Linked DNA regions of Zea mays: region 2 is linked to region 1. The links are chromatin contacts, called in public Hi-C maps. All regions are on one chromosome and are shown on one strand. The core of a region is the stretch at or near the end of the contact, and the rest is flanking DNA. Distances in the headings are between cores, read along the strand shown. Region 1 has its middle 22 kb from the start of LOC103650493. Region 2 holds the start of LOC103650494.

The links. A called contact is a pair of places that touch in the nucleus more often than the background predicts.
Region 2: a Hi-C map of leaf shows a contact between it and region 1, with 6 times the contacts expected there. The contact joins the promoter of LOC103650494 here to the enhancer-like site in region 1. A contact is called at or near these places in 7 of 25 Hi-C or Micro-C datasets (bundle sheath, ear, leaf and 2 more).

Annotation. Positions count from the first base shown.
Region 1 is chr3:123,867,007-123,874,692 of Zm-B73-REFERENCE-NAM-5.0, reverse strand. No RefSeq gene overlaps it. Among protein-coding and RNA genes, the nearest start is that of LOC103650493, 22 kb to the left of the region's middle. Within about 2 kb of position 3,177, at least 8 of the 20 cell types and tissues checked have an H3K27ac peak or open chromatin away from gene starts, as enhancers often do. A contact at or near this core is called in bundle sheath and leaf, where this site is marked.
Region 2 is chr3:124,165,239-124,172,924 of Zm-B73-REFERENCE-NAM-5.0, reverse strand. LOC103650494 reads left to right here and starts at 3,045. Exons shown (of 2, transcript XM_020551121.3): 1 at 3,045-3,730; 2 at 4,371-5,756. The coding sequence starts at 3,250. The coding sequence ends at 4,462.

The DNA.
Region 1 (7,686 bases), core at 1,928-4,427:
AACGAGGTTAATTAATCTGGGTGGATCGCCATAAATCGCACGGCGCCTAGTACAAAAAAGATTACCCACGCCGGCTGTCCACACTCCAGAGTCTCCTCTCTGGTTAACTAATCCTCACTGCTGGCCTCCCGGTTTTTTCACCGCGCGTCAATTGCAGGAGCAATTCCAGAGGAGAACAGCTAGCGGGGAGGGGAGCGGAGCGGAGGTGTTTGCGCGCGCGTGCTCCTCCGCTTCTCCCACGTAGGCATGCAAAAAAAAAAAAAAAACTCGAGCCCGCAGGCCGCAGCACCTCTGTTCAGTCTGACAGTCTGGCTGTGGCTCGTGAGTTAATTATGTCGTGGCTCGATCCAACAAAAACTTATTACATAAAATTCTAATTAATATATAGTATTAATACTAAATAGACGTTTAGTTTATGTTATTTAAGATTACTGAATAAAATTAATCTTTTTATATTATATTAGTAATGTATTTATTTTACCAATTTAAAGTATGTTACTTAAATTATTTTTGTGATTTTATATTATAATGTGTTGGGCGAGTTCACGCTTATGGATAGACTCGATGAGCCAGCTCGTGTGTCCGTAACAAGTAGAGCCGAGCTTATATTTCAGGATCGGCACATAAACGAGTCGTTACTTGAATGAGCCGCGGCGTCGGATCGGCTCGTTTCAACCCTACTCCCATGCCAAACTTAACTACTCTAAAAAAATGTTTTAACACACATGGACTAAAGTTTTCACGAGATCCAATAATTTTTAATCTTCTATAAATCCATACGGACCCTACAAATTTCATGGTATTGATTTCTTTAATTTGTTTCAAAGCGGCATCATATAGTAATATTATTTTCTTTATTCAGAGCCTCAGAGCGAGGGTCGTCCTGAAAGATCGAAAGCGGCGATACATGTAGACGTGTGGCCGCCGGACAAGGTGGCACCGGCATGCATGGCTGCCTGGGCTGGCCGCGGCCCGCGGCCGGGGACCGTACCGAGGTTCTAGCTAGTGCGGCGACCACACGGCTTCATTAATGGGCAGCGCGATGCACGTACGTAGGGAGGAAGAGTAAACGCCTGCGCCAGATCTGGCCATGGATGATGGAGAGGCCGGGAAGCAGCAGGTGACCGCTGTTCATGGAGACCTGCGACGCGGCACGTGATGTGAAGGGAGAGAGAGAGGGAGAGGTCATCGATCGACGCTCAATTGCTCAGCTATATAGCTCTGCGTCGACATAGCTGCACTGCGCTGCTATCAATGAAGCTAGTATAGAACGGAGCTGCCATGCCATGCCCCGGCCGTGTGTTTAAGTTGACTAACGTCGTCTAACTCGCCACGCCCGTGTGCACATCTATCACAAACATGCACACACAACATGATTTAACAGATGCATAGAGCCATGCATATTTGTTCCGTTTTGTCAGTTGGACTGTTGGAGTGTGGCTAGTTCTTAAGAGCTCGATCTACTGTATGTTTGCTTAATTGCACCAGCACTGGCCCAAAAGCTAAGGACCAGCTTAGCTCGCTACCCTTCAAAGAGGTCATTCACACTATCTTTCTCTCGTCCATTATTCAGCATGCATACAATTAAGAGTCATAAACGGTGTCACTAACAAGTAGTAGTACGTGATACACATATTAGAGGTAGTAGCTGTGCTTAGTTTATGTCATGTGGCGTCATCCGGGTACGCCGTTTCGGTTAGCCAGTTAGCTAGATACGTAGGTGTGTGATGCCAGTGCCACTCCACTCCTACTGGCTGCTGGTCAATCCACGTTACGTTACGTGTGTACGTGTGCTGTCTAATGTACTTGGATCGGTAGCACCGGCAGGTGAGCTGCATGCAGAGAGCTGGCTAGGTGTTGCGATCGATGATACCTGCATACATGCACGATGCACCACGTACCTAGCTACCACCACCAACGAACGCCGACGTCGTCTCGTAGTGTACGGTGCACGGACCTTCGTCGATCGTGTCCGTACGGAAAACGATCCGTCGTCACGCACGCACGGACTGCTGGTTCTTCCTTCGGCACTGTCGTAGTAGTATCGTCTCCTTCGTAGCCTAGCCCCGCGTAGAAATCAAAGGAAGGCAAGCTGAATATGCGCCGGGCGGTGGTCGTCGTGTCGATCCAAGGAGCTAGCTAGCATGTACGTGTCTATACGGTAGCTGTACCGTCTCTTTCGTCGTGTATGTACGTAAGTATATATAGCTAGCTTAGCAAGCAGGTAGCTAGAGATCGAGGTCGAGAGGGGCCCGGTGGTTAGGGAATGGCGATCATCACTGGCAGTGCGTGGCCCTGCCACCACATCATATCGTGCGTCGTACGCGTACGTACGCGTCGCTAACTAGCTGCTGCAACTGATGCAGTACACAATGCAAGAAGATGTATGCTGGCGCCCACACTGACGACGACGTCGACCGACGCACCATACATACACTGTTGTGTCCGGCCGGTGGTCTAGCTAACTAGTACGTACGGAGTCCTACGTACGTACGTTCAATTCAGCCAACAGCACAGGGACGACGAGACGTCGTGTCGTCGACCCACCGGCGGGCTGCTCCATCGTACGTGAACGGTGTAGCTAGTACGCGTGCACGATGTCGATACATATATACGTTGACGCATGGTACGTCGTCTTTGTACATCATGGCGGTCCATGCACACTGCAGCCAGCTTCGATCGTGCTCTGATGGCTGTTAGCCCTGTTACTACTGGACATGCAAAAGCGTTCCGAGAGCTAAACAATTCCACTGTGTATTTTGCTAGTGTCCATCGATCACCGGGGCGGAATTTGAAATGCCCAACAAACATGCACACGATCGTCTCTGATCCGTCGCCCGGCCCTGCCCAGAGGGACGACGACGACGGAGGTGGACAAAGCTAGCTAAGTGAGGCCTCGAGATAAAAAAAAAGGCGGTTAGTTGCACTTGTCCCCATGAAAAAGCGGCGGGAGAGAAGCGTAAAGCTCAGCTCGCTCGAGCAGACAGCATAAAAACTAAACCAACCTTCATGCTATGCTCTGCATCTTTTCCTCTCTTTTTTTCCTCCTCCTTTTAACCTACTACTACCCCCCTTTAATCTTGCATCGGTTCTCCTCCCTCTCTCTCTCCTCGGTCTTTTCCACGTGCTTTCGTTGTCATCGTTCTTCTTCTTCGTCGTCGTTTTCTTCTTCTCCTTTTTGGCATGAATGGTGGTTCTGGTTTTCGAATTCAGTGGTCCACGACCACGATGCATGCAGGATGGGCTTTCTTTTGGCGGCACGCACACACACACTTTTCCAGGAATCCAGAGCTATCCATTATTCAGATCAGGCCAACAAAAGAAGGAAGGAAGGATAGCCATTAGAGAGATGAATCGACGATTCCATTATATTCAATTCTGCTGTAGCACTGCATGCATGCTGCTTGTAATTGTAGTGTCTCCAACTTTGAGTGCACGTCGTCGGTCGTCCATGTTGCTGACTTCGATTCATTCGCCAACCAAAAGAAAATAAAGTTTCAGACCAAACATATATCTCAACCCCACGGTTAGTACACTACTGCACCTTAATTATTTGACTGGTACAGCAAGAATTCTCTCCAGCTGCATGGACACTGGACAGACCACACCGATCGCTGAAGTCAAGAAGAAGAAGGCGGTGATAAGTGGCCCGGCAGCACTGCTACTCTTGTGCAATCAGGCTATCTCTAGCACCTTAACCATCACATAATCATATTTAAACTCTATTCTACGAATAATACAGGTTAAAGTGCTAAACAGTGTTTTAGGTGACTATATAAGATCTAGACCGTATATAGCCGTCTATCTATAGTTTATCTAAAACAGACTGCTGGAGTTTGAATACGAGCATAAGAATGCATAGTAGAGACTAGAGATAGTCACGAAGCCTGATTGGGTGATGATTGTCTTTGCAAAGGGTAAAGGATCGAGCGATTGATTGGGCGCCTTCCACGCTCGTCGTCCTGCCGGCGTGCAAAAAGGTCGCTGCTCGCCGCTCGCGCGCGCGCGCCGGTGTTCAAACCGTTCTCAAGCTTTCGAATTGAAACCGAGCATTTCGCGAGACGGCAAAAGGACGACTGAATCCCAGTGCAGTTCGGAGGAAACAAAAGGTGGGTACTCCAGTGTACAGTGCAGCAGCTGACTTCTCAAGAGGGCTAATTGGGTGCTCTCGTGTTGTGGATTTGTTCTCAAATAATATGAGTTAAGAATAAAACAACACAAAATGTTAAAGGTTAATGCCCTTCGTCATTTGAAGCATTATTTTCCTTAGGATATAATGATCTTCAGACGCAGGTCATGACGGGCGTACCTTCATCATCATAATATATGTTAATGAAAGAAGAAACATATGAGATATGAGAGATAAGATGAATAATCATATCACATTATCAGTATCTCGTTATTATATCATCATGAATGAACAAGAGCAATATTGATTTACATTTGTACCTTTGGCTTGATAGAAGGTAAAAGTCCAAGCGTGATGCACGAGCGAGTACAAGTCAGCGTGAACAGTACGGGGGTACTGTTCACCTATTTATAGGCACGGGACGCAACCCAGTCAAAATTACATTTATGTCCTCAATAAATAGTTACAATCATGACACGAATTATCATAGACTGATTAGTCTTTTTCTCTTTAAGTCGGTGCTGCCCTTCGGCTCAAGGCATGTCACTATGCCGAAGCTCACTAGATCGTAGCTTCGGCGTATGCCTTCGCACTGTGTTTGCTTATATGCTGATCTTCCGAAGTTGTTTGTGCTTAGAGGACCTTCGACGACAAAGCAGGCCTCCAACAGTAGCCCCTTTGCGGTGCTAGATCGTTTTTCGTAACGAGCTTGATCCGTGAAAAATCTCCAAGGCTTCGGAATGCCGAAGGTCCGAAAAACACCTTCCCTGAGCTCGTTGCCGAGAAACGATTAAAATATTTTGGGCGCGAGGTGGCCCACCATGTGGCGGGTACAAACAATCTGGCGATTCACTTCCCAAGCGCCGAGTGGTCCATCGTTCAGCGGGTGCGGGTAACTGTTCAGTGGGTACGGGCGACTTGGCGATTCACCTTCCCACCTGCAGCACTATATAAACAGAAGGGAATGTGTGAAGTTACCACCACATTCATTGCCATTGCACTGTTGTGCTGTTGAAAAATTTAACTATAGCCGAAGCTTTTTCATGCATTCTCGAGCAAACCATCATTTTGAATTAGCTTCGTCAAAAAACTATAAAAAAACATCAGCTTCGTAAAAACTACAAAAGATTCATCATCAGATGACCAGAGTATGCTCGACTGCGAGGGTGACCCGTGAAGGAGAGGAGACTGAAACCACTGAAACAGCTCCAATCTCCGAAGTCATGAGACAATCGAGATTAGTTGTGACGGAGGGAGCCGTTGACGAAGGTACTTCTGGTGCCGAGGCTGAGCAAGCTGATATTGAAGAAGAATAAAATGCTGATGATGAAGGAGAAGATTTTAGAATTTTGATCCCATCAAAACCCAGCCACCTGGATTTTGAGAAATCTACCGTGTCTGAAGCCGACGTGCCCATGATGATAAAACTGGGCTACTTCGGAGAAGTTGAGAAGAAGCTTATTCGTTTTGCCGGGGAAGAAACCACTCTGACACCGAAATATGATGAAGTGGTAGTTTTCAAGAGCTTTTTCAGAGCAGGATTACGGTTTCCGTTGAATGAGATGATTGGAGAAGTCTTGAAAAATTATGAAATCTTTCTTCATCAGCTGACCCCTAACGCCATCGTTAGGCTCAGCATTTTCATCTGGGTCCTTCGAAGCCAAGGGATGGACCCAAATGCTGAAGCTTTTGCCGAGTGCATGAGCTGCATTACCAAACAAAGGCCAGAGAAGACGGACTGCATGAAAATTTTGGTTGTTATAACTTCGCGTATCGCAAGGATACAAAGGCTTCGGTCCTCAGTTATCGCACCAAGTGGCCAACTGGATGGAAGAGTGAGTGGTTTTATATCAAGGCCGATGAGAAGAAGAGGGAGAAGTTGAAGACGATGGTCATGAGCCCACTGAGTTTAACCTTCGGGATGACCAGACCCTTGTGCAACATGAAGCCAGGGTCACCATGCCAACTAGCCGTAGCAGAATTCAGAGTGGTGGCTGAACATATCAGCACCAGAGATCTAGTGCAAGAATACTTGGTGAATAGGGTATCTCCAATATTGAGTGAATGGAGTATGCCGAAGCTGAAAGGAACAAAGAAGAAGAATGAACTTGTTCGATTGCCCCATCACTTCAAGTTTGAGAAACAATTCAAAGAGCCTTGCCAAGAGTGGCTAGAGATGATTGAGACTATGTGCAACGAAATTTTGGGCAATTATACCAAAAAGAAGATCAACTAATGACTGTAGCCTTCGGCACCTGACCAAAACGAAGGTTGAATCGGGTAATGGACGCTTTAAACTTTGAATACCCTGATTATGAACGACTAAGCAAAGGTGCCGAAGGGACAAAGAGAAAAAGGGTTGTCAGTGTTCTGAGCAGACAGGCTGCTAGGATGGTGAAAGAGGACGAAAAGACTCTAAAAAGGAGAAAATCCAGTCCTGAGCCAAAGGTGGTGACTTTGAAGAAGAGAAAAACTGCAACTCCAGAGCCGAAGATGGCTGAGATAGAAGAGGACGCTCCTTCGACGCTTTCTGCTGCCGAAGTAGAAGAAATTTTAAAGGTAATGACCGAATCCTTACCTGTCAAGCTGCTATGTCCTCTAAGGCCGAAACTAACGAAGCTTTTACAGAAGAAGGACGAGCCTTCGGCAGAGAAAAAGGCGATTGGTCCAAAAAAGCAAAGAATTGTTACTGTTATGCAAGCCATTGAGGAAACGCCACCGCCAGCCTCATCATCAAAAATGACACCAGCTGCCGAAGTTGCTGCTTCTGCCGAAGCTGCAACTGCCGAAGCTACCAATCTGGAGAGTACATTATATGCTATTGATAAAGTGCTCTTGGATTTGGCCGCAGAGGAGACTGTTGCGGCTGTAGAAGAAGTCCTGGCCGTAATGCCTGAGAAAGGGAAAGAAATTGCCGAAGACAGTTCGGAAGGACAAGGCTTCAGTTTTCAGAACCTAGTTGGTCAAGAATTGTCCGAGGCTGAGAAGGAGGAGATGCAGGAGTATGCTATATCCTGTGGCTACCAGCCAGGAGCCATGCTCTTTGGCGGAATTAATGAAGAAGCCTTAGGATGTATTCGAGACCATACTGGGGTGAATATTATCAGCACTCTATCGAAGAGTGTTGGTTTTTCGAAACCTGAAGCTGACATCAGCAGCTACCGACGACAGCATATCGTCGGCAACTTATTCTACTCCAACTTTAAGGTAAAGCTTTTTTTCCTCATCTTTTATTTTTTTATTATAAAACAAAAAATTTCTGGTGAAGGCTATTTTGTACAGAGTATGCTACTAAGCAAAGCGCTGAGGATGCAGCAAGATCTTGAAGATAAAAAGAATGAGATTATAATCGAGGGCTTGGAAAAGAAAATCAAAGATCAAGAAGCCTCTCTAGAAAGGAAAGACTTTCTTCTTCAGACAATGGAGGGTTCATTGGTAGAAGCCCAAGCCAAAGTTGCTAAATTAAACGATGAACTCCTCTGAAAATTAGAAAGCTTCGAGCAAGAAAAGAAGAATTTTGATGCGAACCTTGAAGCAGAAGTTGAGAAAAGTTCGAA
Region 2 (7,686 bases), core at 1,796-4,295, 300 kb before region 1:
TAAATTAACGTGAAAATGTAAAAGTGATTAACATGAACATTTTTAGGTAAAGAAAAGTGATCAAGGACACAACTTGCCTTAAACTCGAGATTCTCAGGTACCAAGTTGGTCTCCAGATTCTCGTGACCTTACCACTATTCGAAGCAATACATACAAACATACAAGGATCACCTAAAAATAACATTTCACCAATCATGAGAAAAACAACGTAAAAATATTCTACGCGATGCTACGAGATCGTAGGTTCAAGAATTACTAAAATCAGAGTTAAAATGAAGAAGTTATGGTTTTCGAAAGACCTACGTTATTAAGCAATCACACTAGGTCTTATGTCGATTTTATAAATCATGAGGCTTAGGTAGTCTAAAGAAATAACAAATTCAACATTAATTTAAGCCATAACCTGATTAGAGGTCATATTTTGATCAATGTTATCATTATAAGAAGGTTTACTCTAACTAGGATGGTTAATCCACTAATCACACATTAAATAAATATCCAATTTTGAAAGTATGTAATATGGTCAAATAATGTTTGTTGTCGCATAGATAATTTTATTATGAAGCTAACACAACTGAAACGAACTAAATCAGAGTTAAAACATACAAGTTATGGATTATCTAAGGTTTAAGGATATTTTATACTTTAAAAATCCTTTTCTTTATTTATTATATACCCTGAACCTGGACGATGGCTTCAATATTTAAGAAGTCTAGGGTTAGGTTTGTAAAATCCAGGACTGGTTTGCGTTGATTCGTATATGTGTTAGGACAGCGGGTTGATTTTGTCAAAGTCAAAGGGCTCTTTTACAATTGGTCGCGGCGGAAGAGGTATCCCAGATTCTGAACCATCCGATCTATCTCTACGGTCAGGATTAGATTGACCCAATAACAAAAGCGGTAAACACTCCATCAGATCCCAATCCAGCGGCACTCATTTAATGAGACACACGATACCTGCCGACTGCCCGATGGGAGATCAATGCTCCAGATCACGCCCGAGCGAAGCGGTATCCCCAACTAATCCTAGTCGCCCAAACTCGGATCAATGGTCCAAGCGGCTTTTTCTTTACAGCGACAGTCGGCGTGGCGAGGAACAGCGCGCCACCCTAAGATCTCGCCGGTGTACTCGACCCCCATGCTCTGAGCTTCAAATTCAAATCCAAAAAGCGCTATATGGAGAGGAGAACATGGCAGGTCTAGTAGGGTAGGTTGTTACCTGTGCAACAGCACGGACATTGCTATCCACGGTGTGCGACGGTTTAGTGGCAAGTCGAAACTCCGGCGAGGAATTGGTGAGTCTTCGGTGAACGGATTCGTCGGAGGAGGACGTACAAGCGACCAGTACGCACACGTGAGACATCACCGCCACACCATGGCTGATAAGCATCGGTACGAACACGAATCAACGACGACCTAATTTTTTTCCCGCAGCGATGTCCACCCCCCCATGATTTCGTTAACTATGTGCAAGGATGTCACGACCTGTGGCCTAGGGTTCGCCAAACCCTAGACATGAGCCGCTGTAACACCCCTGGTATTACGAGAACTAAAACATTGACATGACATCATATGCATCAGCATCATTTTGCTTGATACACCTAGAATGCATTTTAGTAGGTCCAAAATCTCAAATGAAACACTAAAGTAGCCCAAAAGTGGAATTTTAAATCTAGAAAGAATTTGCTAGGAGACCATATACCAAAGTTATAGAGTTTTCAGAACCAGACAACTTTCATGTGTTGATATTTTCAAGTTTTGAAGAAAAATTTGGAGTAGTTGCAGAATTCAGATTTGGTTCAGTTTTTGGTTCGGCTCAAAACAGCTTTGTTTACCTGTTTTTGGACGCCTGCAGTTTCTAATCCATGAGTGTTTTGAGAAAGGTTGCTGTAGAAAACTTGTAGAGTAGTTATAGGAGACCCACTTTTATTGAGTATGTTAGCCCTAAAACCACATGAAAATATGTGAAAAATTGGTCAAAAGATGGGCTGACAGGTTTGGATTTCAGACTTGGTGTAATTATCCAAGTCTGAATTTCAGTGTGTCTGGCTCAACTTTGGAGCTTTGTGGTGATTGATCTATATGGTTTTGGACTGCAATTCCTGTAGCAAGTTTGAATACCATATGTTGGTGTGGAAGTTTGGTCAAAGATCATACCCCTAAAGCTACTTGGAACTTGGAGAAAAGGTGGTCCAAATTGGAGCTGTCAGACTTGTGATTTCTGGACTTTGATTCAGAAGTTGTAGTGCAGTTTCAGCATTATTCACCCAACTTCAGAGCTTTGTTGTGACTGATCCATGATGTTATGGCATGTACTTTCTATAAAAAATTGTTAGAGGGTAGTGTGGTGAGTAATTTTCATTAAGGTGGATCCCCCTGAACTTGCCTACAAATGGGAGAAAATGGTGTCCAAAAACATGTTGTCAGACTCCAGATTTCAGACTTAGTGCTGAATTGGCACTGCAGAACTCATATTTTGGAGCAACTTTGGGATCTCTTTGTGATCAATCTATGGAGTTTTAAGCTAAGGACTATATAAAAAAGTTAAAGACCGGAGAAAGGTGAACAAGTTTTATGTGAAGTACTGGGCCTGGTGTTGTGCAAAACTGGGAGTAAAATGCTCTTCAATATGCCCTGTCAGCCATGTGATGTTCTGTTCTCGTTTCAGCTGGATGAATTGGAATTTCAGTGTTTTCATCCCACTTTGGAGCGCTACGGCTCTTGATCTGTAAACCTTAGGTCTTGGGTTGCTGCAACAGGTTTGTAGTGCTTTGTTTGGTGAGCAAATTTTATTAGCAAAGGTTGATCCCTCGTTACCATTTGAAATCGTGGGATTAAAGAGAGATAGAGGGGAGGGTTCAGCCAAACAGTGTAAGTGCAGTTCAGGTGCTTAGTCTAGGAGTGAAGCAAGGATCTCCATGCCTGTTGTGTGTTTTCCTTGGGTCATTTCGAGTCAGCAGCTGACTGCTATCCACTGCTCAGCCCTCTATTTATTTTTACCCAAGTCGTATATATCTCCTCTCTTATTAAATCCTTGGAATGCTCCTGTTCTTATCCAATTAGTGCTCGGCTGGAAGCCTTCTCGTGTACACCAAATCTCTCCTTATCCCCTCCACGTAGCCTCTTTGTTCAGCCTGGAAACTACCGGACACTCCTCCGTCTCGTGATATTTTCTCTCTTCCATATCTCCACGGAAGCCGCTGGACATCTCCTAGATAATCTTCAGCCGTTACTTCCGCTCGTCCGTGCCATGCTTACATTGGTGATCAAGACGCCTAGGTCTTCACCACCATCGCTTAGCTGTTCGCCTCTGCGTCAGCTCACCGGACCTGCAGTCCGTCAGGCCACTGTCTACGCTGTGCTCAAGGTCCTACTCACCGTTCTTCTCGTCGACAGCGCCAGTCGTGTCTCCCGCTACACCGACACTTTTTCTCCATCGCTCGACTCCGTGCTCAGCGCTCTCACCATCATTACTGTTCCTCTCCTCGCCGGAGTTCGCCGGGCTTACGCTCAACCCCGCCACCGTGAGATTTACCTCGCCTCCAAACCGTGTTCGCCGCAGCCCAGCCATCGTCTACCATCACGCTCGGCTCCAGCTAGTTGCGCTCCTCGCGCCAACCCTGATTCCAAGCGCCGCCACAACCTCGTCCTAGATTCGAGGCATCACATCGTCGCTCTGCTGCATAGGCGCCCATGTCGTCGCCTTCCTGCCGTCTTTGCTCATGTGCCAGGTAAGAGTTGGCCGAAGGTTTTGTATTTTATTTTCCAATTTCAGATTATAGTGGGGACCTAGAAAATGACATAGAAAATTACAGAAAAATGCTAAATATGTAAAACCAATTTTGTTGAGTTCACCAAGATGAGTACTATCTGATCAAAAAATTCATTAGGCTTGAACAACTTTTATGTTTAGGTCTTAATTAAAATTAACTTACTAACGCTTATTTTAGTTATAGAAATAAAAATATAGCTCCAAAAATACTGAAACTTTGTGGATAGGTTTAATATGTCTAAAATAGTGCCGAGTATAAGTTTTAATGTATTTGGAGTTGGTTTGCCTAGAGAACCTTGAAATAGCTAAAAGAAGAAATAAAAAAAACCTAGACAAGTAGTGTTAATATATGTTGTAGCGGGGTTAGAACCTATAAAGTGTTGGGTAGCAAAATTTAGTGAACCTTAGCATGTTTAGTCCTCTGGTTTGTCCAACTAAATTCAGTTTAGGCATTTAGATCAAATGTTAAGTTAGGTATAAGTATAGATAAGCTTGTCACGTGCTTAGTTAGAGGTGTTTATGTTCCCCACCTCTCCTTTGTGAGAGTTTGCATTTCATATCATTACATAAGCATCCATGTATTTGTAATTGACTTGTAGAACACCTAGAAGAAGTGGCATTGAAGAAGAAGCCTGCCCCAAGTACTGTTGATCTAGTGGTGGAGTTCCATCTAACTAATTGTCGTGATTGAAGGGTTTTGGATCTTCTCCTGCAAAAAGGCAAGCCCCGGTGCATTTGCCACCTTCCTTGTATTTACAAAATTTTATCACTTATATGATGCATTAGGTGATAGGGGTTGAATGATTAAACACTTGATGCATTACCATTCCTTGAAAAAAAATTGATTACCATACCTTGTCACCTGATTTATAAAAGCTAGAGATGCTTAATCATGCAGATAGATTAAAAAAAATGTTTTTGATCTACGACTCATAATTTCCAAAAGAAAATTGGCTTGGGATAATGAAGGCATCATCTGCTGTGAGAAATTCATTATCCAGGCATGGCCCCTCTGTCAGGCGCCAAATGTTTTGAGAAATAGTATAAATAAACTTGAGGCCGGGCGGTTGACTTGCACCAGAACGGAGTCTGGTTGTAGTGTCTCCGTCTGTGTCGATTAAGGACCGTACCGATTGTAGGCCTGTTGATCTAGGACCTTTTAGCTGGCCACATACCTCGTCATGGGTAAGCTTGAACCCGGCTATTCCATACGTGAAATGACAACCGCGCACTGGGTATGGGAGATGGTGGGAGTAGCAGTTATCCTCCTGGCAAGAGGCTGGATGGTAGGGTAATGTGCTCCCGGGTAGCGCGGACCAGTTCATGTAGTGAAGGATCCGTGGGGATGGTTGACATATGCAAGGGTTAAGTGCTACATATGTCGTGTGGTTGGAGATCCCCAGCTGGGCATTAATCGATTCGGATCGCCGTTACTTCTCGGATATGAAGACTGGATCGCTGCCCTTCATCGTAGATAACAAGTGAAACAAAAATTTGGATTTTAAAAGCAACCTAGTGTAGGTCAAGTGAATGATCTAGATTAGGAAATTGCTAGATTCAGGCTAGAAGATTCAGGTAATAAACTAACTTGTGAAATAAAACTTGGCTTAAGGACTCACTTCTAGTAAGCTTTTCTGCAAAATGAGTCCTTGAACTTTGATGAGCTTTACCTTGATTCCCAAAAGCCAGCATACCCTTGAGAGTCTTTTCTTTAGTCGGGTAAGTCTTGCTGAGTAATTGTGTACTCAGGGTTTTATCCCTTATTGTTTTTGTAGGAGAAGTTTTATTCCCTTATCTTTGGGTTAGCTACTTCATGTGGATGACTTGAAGCTTAGAATGTTTATGTATATATCTTATGGAAAGGCTTCACCCTTCCAATTATTGTAATAAGTTATGCACTTCGAGTACTAACAGGACTTGTAATAAATACATCTCTTTCTACCATGTAAAACTTGAGTTCTGAAATGTAAAGTGTACTTTGTAAAAGTCTTCCGCTCTATCTTCAATGTGTGTGTATCAAATGTGATTACTGTAATATACCTGTTATGTGGGAGATCCTTGGGATGATGAGTTCCAGTTAGCGAACTCGATAGCCTTGTTAAGTTACCCGGTACACGTGCACAACCATCTGAGGCCAGTAAGGCAAGGATTGGTGCATGTGGGTCTGATAACTTGGGAGGGCTGTCACAGCCGCGACAGCAGGATCCGACAACTTCCCTTGTAAGCTTCGGTGGCGAGGAAGAAGAAATAGACAGATTTGTGGCTAATCCTTTCTTATCCAGTAATCTTTGACGGTTTATCAGCACAAGTATTTATAGTCCATTAGATGGGCTAGATTACAATCAAAGACAAAGTCACACAATGGCCCAGATTAACCCTAATGCTTTTAGAATCCCATAGATCTCCAGATCTACTACTACACCAAACTCACCGCTGCTTCGGTCGTTACATTTCCCCCCAACAAAACTCGCTTGTCCCCAAGAGAGGGCATCAGGAAACCTATTTTTGTCCACATAAAAATCTTTCCAGGTTGCTGAAGAAATAGGCAAACCTATCCATTTAATCATCACTTGAGGTACTGCATGATTACCCCTCCGAACCAACCTTCTGTCCACAATTTCCTCAGGCCAAATCCCTGGACCAGACAAATCTGCCACCTTGGGAAGCTCAGCAAAAACTAGAGTATGTTTTGGGTGAAATGCCTTTAACTAAGATACATGAAAAACATGGTGTATCTGTGCATTTTCTGGCAACTCCAATCGATAAGCCACTGCACCAATTCTTGCCACAATTTTGAAAAGACCAAAGAACTTAAAGGATAACTTTGGATATGGCATGTTAACCACTATCTTTTGAGCATAAGGTTGTAACTTGAGAAGCACAAATTCTCCAACCTGGAATTCCCTAGGAGTTCGCCCTCTGTCTGCCATTTGTTTCATTCTATTCTGAGCTTGTGCCAACCTCTCTCTAAGCAGTTCAGAGGCCACTTATCTTTCCTGCAACCAGGTAGTGACATCCCTATCCCCTTCCTCTCTCAATCAAGGAACAACCATCATAGGAGGTGTATAACCATACATAATTTTAAAGGGAGAACAGTCCATAGCAGTATGGTAGGTGGTGTTATACCAAAACTCTGCTAAAGCCAACCAATGCCTCCATTTGTGAGGATGATCATGGACTGCACACCTAAGATATTGTTCCAAACACTGATTCACCCTCTCAGTTTGCCCATCTGTCTGAGGATGATATGCAGTAGAAAATAGCAACTTCACTCCCACAAGCTGAAACAAATGTGTCCAGAAAGAACTTGTAAACACTTTATCTCTGTCTGACACAATAGTTTTAGGAGCACCATGAAGCTTAACCACAGTGTCCAGAAACACCTGAGCTACCTCTTGAGCAGTGTATGGATGCTTGAGGGAAATAAAATGAGCATATTTGGAGAATCTATCACCACTACCAAAATAGTGTCAAAACCTTCAGACGTAGGCAGCCCCTCCACAGAATCCATAGAAACATCCTCCCAAGCACCTGTAGGGATAGGCAGAGGCTGTAACAGTCCTTGTGGATGCACTCTTTCACTTTTAGCCTGCTGACATACTTGGCACTGGCCCACAAACTGAGTAACATCATTCTTAAGTCCCTTCCACCGAAACATTTTTTCACCCTGTGATAAGTAGCATGCACTCCTGAATGCCCTCCAACAGCACTGTCATGCAAAGCTGTGATCAACTTAGTCCTTAGATCAGAGTTATCTCCAATCCAAATCACCCCATTCCTCCTTATAATCCCCTGATGCAAACTGTAGCATGCTCATTAGGACTTTGAATCAAAAGCTGAGTCTTCAACTCTTGAGCCTCCATATCAATTTCATATGAATTTAAAACCTCTTGAACCCAAAGAGGTTGTACTCAG